Regions from separate parts of the Mus musculus genome. Here region 2 is linked to region 1. The links are chromatin contacts, called in public Hi-C maps. All regions are on one chromosome and are shown on one strand. The core of a region is the stretch at or near the end of the contact, and the rest is flanking DNA. Distances in the headings are between cores, read along the strand shown.

Region 1 (2,915 bases), core at 164-2,663:
GAGCTTCTAATTCTTACTATTCTCAAAATGAGAAGAACCCTCTTTCTCTTCATTACAACTGAGAAATCTCAGCTTTGATCTGAATTTAAACAACTTGCAACCAGGCAGTGGTGGCCCATGCCTTTAATCCCAGCACTCGGGAGGCAGAGGTAGGCAGATCTCTGAGTTGGAGGCCAGCCTGGTCTACAGGTGTGTCCTGGGCAGCCAGAGCTACATAGACAAACCATGTCTCAAATAAATAAATAAATAAATAAATAAATAAATAAATAAATAAATAATAGACAACTCCATCTACCTGACCTGTTCCCACTCTTTTCCAACTCACTATACACATCTCATATAAATAGTCCTTTCAAAATACAAATATGGCCAGGCATGGTAGCACAAAGTAGAACCAGGAGACCTCGGAATTCTAAAACTACTTTGGGTTACAAACCAAATTTAAGACAAGCTAGGCTACCCTGGGCATTTGAACCTGATGCTATCTGCTAAGGTACCCTCTTCTACCCTCATTTCCTGTCTATGCTGGACTCCTTGTCCTTCAGGTCTGAACTCATCCTTTTCCTTCTTTTTTTTTTTTTTTTTTTTAAGATTTATTTATTTATTATTATATGTAAGTACACCGTAACTGTCTTCAGATGCACCAGAAGAGGGCGTCAGATCTCATCACGGGTGGTTGTGAGCCACCATGTGGTTGCTGGGAATTGAACTCAGGACCTTCGGAAGAGCAGTCAGTGCTCTTACCTGCTGAGCCACCTCTCCAGCCCCATCCTTTTCCTTCTTAAAGCCATCACCTCATTTACCACCATCTCTACCACCCATCCCACTTCTACCACCCACCACCACCCACTGGCTACTCTTCCAGAAGGTTCTGAGTTCAATTCCCAGCAACCACATGATGGCTCACAACCATCTGTACTGCTACAGTGTACTCATATACATTAAATAAATAAATAAATCTTTTTAAGAAAGCAAAAACAAAAAAGCAAAACAAACAAACAAGCAAAAACAACAATGAAAATATGTGAAGAGGTTGCTTGGAAAGCCAGAATGACCTGAATAACTGCCTGAATCATGGTCATACTCACAGGCACCACGGGCCCCCGGTAAAGCGTGTTTTACATTCCCGACCACAGTCCTGCCTCAAGGTAAGTGGTCACATCCCCGCTTTGCAGATGAGGCAAAAGTTCAGTTTGCCCGAACTCTCATAGTAAATGACTGGCAGGCAAAGGTCAGACCCAACTCTGAACCCAAAGTCTTTTCTTGCTCTTGATGTTTCTATGCCCATCTTTGCTCCTGGGATAGACTGGAGGGACAGAGCCTACCGTGCCAAGGAGCCAGGGAGCCCATGAGTAGTTTCCACACTTAGTGTCGCCATGGCACCCATCCTGTGTGTGCTGACAGTTTGACAACTTACACGGCAGCTGGTTTGCTTGGAGGAGATCTCCGTTAATTAAAGTAGCAGAAAGGGAGAACAGCCTGAACCATGTTGTTGGGTAATTAATGCAGAAGAGGGCCCAGGCGGCCAGAATGCTCAAGAGCTACCTGCCAGAACCCAGCCCACAGCGACTGCTTGGTTCCTCTAGCCACAAGCCGCTGCTGTCTGATGACCTCATGGATGAGAGGACAAGTTGTCCTCTGGACCAGATCCTGATCACTCCTCTGGTTCCCCTCACCCCACCCCCCAGCCTCTTTGAACTGTCCATCTTTCCTGGGAGATATCCAGGAAGACAAGCTGGAGCTAGTGCATCCAGGACACAGAGTTTAGGAATAAGAAGTAAGTGTTCCCAGCTACCTCTGCCCCATCAGGCTGTCTGTCAAAGGTGTTGCGCTTGTCTCAGGATAAGATCTCAAATCAACCTGTTTCAGTACCCAGCACACAGGCATGAAATGAATGTGGCCCCAAGAGCAGCATCCGCCCAGGGCTTCCATTTGCCTCCCTTTCCAGACCACCATCCTGGTCCTGGATCTCACCCGACTAGGGGTTTTCATTTCTTTCATGTCCTTTCTTCTATTTCGTTATTACCATAACCCCAGCAGTGCAAAGAGAAAGAAAGTTCTCTGTTTTGCAAATGGATTCACTGAAGTTCTTAGCTGTGAGGCCATTTGTCAAGGACAAAGGAGGTCTCCCCTTCTTTCTCAAGAGGCTGTGCTTCAGCCAGGTTTCCAGCCATCTGGATCAATATCATGTTGGGTTTTTTTTTTTTTTTTTTTTTCTGGTTTTCATTTCTCCTTTCTCCTTTTGGAGACAGCTTAGTTTGCTTCCCAGGCTGGGCTCATGTTCCTGAATTATATAATTCACGAGGCTCTGCTGCCCAAGTGCTGGGACTGCAGGTCTGGACCACTGCCTCTGGTCTTGCTTTTCTGTTTTTAACAAACTTCATTTGGAAGGCAGAGGTGGAGGAACCTCTGAGTTTCAGGCCAGCCTGGCTACACAGAGAAATTCTATCTCAACACACACACACACACACACACACACACACACACACACACACAAACATGTCCACACACCTATATGTATATATGTGTGTATGAATTTATACACACACACACATGCACACACATATGTATATATTAATTTATACACACAAGTGTATACACACACACACATATATATATGCATATATATGAATTTGATGTTGTGCATTTACTTTTGTGGCAGTTCCAATCATCAAACCCAGGGCTTGTGCATGCTCGACAAGTGTTCTATCTCGCAGTTACAGAAATGTCTCATCCGGGCATGGTGGCACACGCCTTTAATCCCAGCACTCAGGAGGCAGAGGCTGGCGGATTTCTGAGTTCGAGGCCAGCCTGGTCTACAAAGTAAGTTCCAGGACAGCTAGGGCTACGCAGAGAAACCCTGTCTCAAAAAACAAAAAAACAAAAAACAAAACAAAAGAAATGTCTCATCACTG
Region 2 (2,792 bases), core at 201-2,700, 200 kb before region 1:
TTTACTTTATTGGTGTTTTGGCTGTGCGAATATATGTCTGTGTGTCTGTGTGAAGGTACTGGAGCCACAGACAGTTGTGAGCTGCTACCTGGGTGCTGGGAATTGAACTCAGGACCTCTGGAAGAGCAGCCAGTGCTCTTAACCGCTGAGCCCCAGCGCCATATTGTTAGCCTCTAGCACCTGGATATGGCTACGCTTGCTGGCCAGATCTGAAGCAACTATAAGTTGCTCAGGAAACCTTGAGTGGAAGAGAGTCAGGGTGCACTATCTGTAGCCTGATTTTGAACACAGATGAGACCCAGTGTGTCTCAGCCACTATCCTTCCTAGAGGCAAGGCAAGGGCTGACTGTCTTCCCAGGACCCTTCCCAAGATAGAGGCCATGCCTGAGACTGACCTAGGGCCCATCAGTCCTGCCCACTCCCACCCTTCCCTACCACAAAAACAAGCTTCTGTTTAAGGAGGACATTTATTGCTGAAACCCTGAGAAGTGTGCCGACATCGCCTCACCTTCCCTGGATTTTCAGATAAAGCCTGAGGGTCAACTTACAAAAATAAACTGTTTTCTGCATCTCCATGCTGATGAGACATCATGACTCACGCTATTGCTGTGCTCAACTTCCCATGGAACCCTGGTCGGTCATGCACAAAGGAGCAGGTGCTGGGCCCAGGCTCTGCCTGCCTGACACACTGCTGTATGGCTCGGGGCAAGCCTGCCCTCTCTGGGATGGAGGCCTTGCAGGCGGGGCTCACCAGGCTTCACTTCCACTGTCGTCCGGTCTGTGTCGCTCTCGCCCTTTGCATCTGTCACTTTCAGGTGAAACGTGTAGGTCCCCTCCACCAGGTTGGAGAGGAAGAGGACAGGGTGGTGGTCAGAGTGATTCAGCACCTCCTGGGGGCGGGAACGACATGGCTGTGCTCTGGGACAGAACGCCACCCCTTTCTTGGAGTTAGCTATTGCTTGAGCCACACAGCTCTGCTGGTGGACAGTCACCGCACTGCCCGCCACAGCTCCTAGGGTCAGGAGAGCCAAGCCCCTGAGCACAGCAGTTGTAGAATGACCCACGGGAAGGCCTCCCTGACTCCAGAGCACAATCTCAGTCTGATATCGGGGCCTGCATGGCTAAAAAAGATCCTGGAGGGTAGGAACCCCCTCTTCACCTCCCCCCTGCCCCGTCACATCCTGACACACTCACTCACCCCTGCGGCTGGGCTCGTCTCATCTCGAGTCCACAGGTAGCTGACTATCCCCTTGTCATCTGAGGACCTCGAGCCATCCAGCTCAGCTGTGCTCGTGGGCAAGGTCACCACCACGTTCCCAGCGATCTTGGCTACTGGCGGTTTGTTTATTTCTAACCAAGGAGACATCAACGACATAATGTGACATTCTGGGAAAGCAAGGCTTCACGTGCAGAGCTGCTGAGGAGCTCAGCACAGAGAGCACCTCGAATAGGGAGCTGTTAGTGCTTATCCAAGAGTGCAGAGCAAAAGCCACGCAGAGGGGACAGCATGCCTCCCTCCTGTGGCTCTACAGCAGGTCTCCACTTTAAAGGAATTTAGTGACTAGAAATGAAGACCAGGGTGCTTAGAACCAGAGGCTCAGGCTTTGCTAGTTAACAGCATAACCTCCTTTCAAGCGCTACTCTTGGTGTGTCTTCTCTCCTTGTGCTTCATAAGAAAAAGAAGAGTGTGACCCCTCTAAGCTGCGGCCCCACAGACTCTATGGCATGGAAGGTCGTCTTGCCAGGGTGTTCCTCAGCTTAGTCAGCACAATTCTGTTTGGATGTCACCCGCTGACGAGGTGACTTTTCTACTACCAGTCCATGGCCTCTCCCAAGTCCTCCCCAGACCCTGTGAAGCCAAGAGGACAAGGCAGATAGATGTTGGCCAGAGGCTGCAGTGCAGCCGCCATCCCAGCTCCTGCCAGCAGGTGTCACTGTAGCTATCAGAGAGTCACAGAAGCCCAAGGACTTAGCATAGAGGCAAAAGCAAAATGCAAAGCAAATAGCTGTCAGTGCTTTCCATTTCATGTAAGAAGGAAGAGCAGGAAGGCGGCGTGGGGCTGGGGCCAGCGGGAAGGGAAAGGGGCTTTAGAATCAGCAGCCACTCTCAAAGCTCCCTTCCCGGAGACTGCTTTTCCTATTTGCCTCTAAATCAATCCTGTACCACATAAGACAGGGCGGACTCCTGGGCTATCCCAGGAATAGATAGACCCACTAGGCTGCTGCACATGCCCACAGCAAGACGCACCTTCTTTGACAATGACATTAACGGAGCTCTGGCTCTGTAGGTTCCTCTCATCTTTGACAGTCAAGGTGAATACATAAGTCCCGACTTGCAGCCCAGTCACAGTGGCGACACTGCTGTTGGCATTCTCCAGCTGCACCCCGTCAGGTCCCCTAGACGAGAGAGTAATCAGAGGGCGGAGTCGTACCTGTCTGCTGCTCCCCTGGCAGCAGGAAGAACAATTATTACCTCAACTGAGACAGGAACAATTGTTTCCCAAACCCTGACAGGAAATGTTTAAAAATATTCCGTTTGGAAAGTATCACTTGGTCCTAAAACACAGGCTACTTCTGGTCAGAAAATTCCACTCCTCAGCTGTCAAGCACATCTCGGCTTGTCTTTTATATGAGCTTCTAGAGCATTCCACCCTTATTATTCTGGCTTATATAAGCAGTAAGTCCTCTGAGCAGCTCTGGGATCAATAGGGGGCTCTAGGATGAGGCTTCTGAAAAGCGTTTCTGGCCCCGTAGCTAGTGTGCTAGCAAAGCAGCACACTGCACTTCTTATC

The links. Hi-C and Micro-C count contacts between places; a contact is called where the count stands out from the background.
Region 2: a Hi-C map of cortical neurons shows a contact between it and region 1, with 3 times the contacts expected there. The contact joins two enhancer-like sites. A contact is called at or near these places in 9 of 484 Hi-C or Micro-C datasets (the C2C12 cell line, the G1E-ER4 cell line, bone marrow-derived macrophages and 4 more), 13 of 115 datasets of contacts at active chromatin or transcription factors (bone marrow-derived dendritic cells, craniofacial prominence, embryonic basal ganglia and 7 more) and 4 of 9 other capture datasets (adipose tissue, embryonic stem cells, liver and 1 more).

Annotation. Positions count from the first base shown.
Region 1 is chr4:126,638,054-126,640,968 of GRCm38.p6, reverse strand. No RefSeq gene overlaps it. Among named protein-coding and RNA genes, the nearest start is that of Gm46870, 19 kb to the right of the region's middle. Within about 2 kb of position 1,413, at least 6 of the 459 cell types and tissues checked have an H3K27ac peak or open chromatin away from gene starts, as enhancers often do. A contact at or near this core is called in cortical neurons, where this site is marked.
Region 2 is chr4:126,839,204-126,841,995 of GRCm38.p6, reverse strand. It overlaps AU040320 (expressed sequence AU040320), which reads right to left. Exons shown (of 21, transcript NM_133886.2): 13 at 2,249-2,397; 14 at 1,199-1,350; 15 at 752-890. Among named protein-coding and RNA genes, the nearest start is that of Gm25604, 21 kb to the left of the region's middle. Within about 2 kb of position 1,450, at least 43 of the 459 cell types and tissues checked have an H3K27ac peak or open chromatin away from gene starts, as enhancers often do. A contact at or near this core is called in cortical neurons, where this site is marked.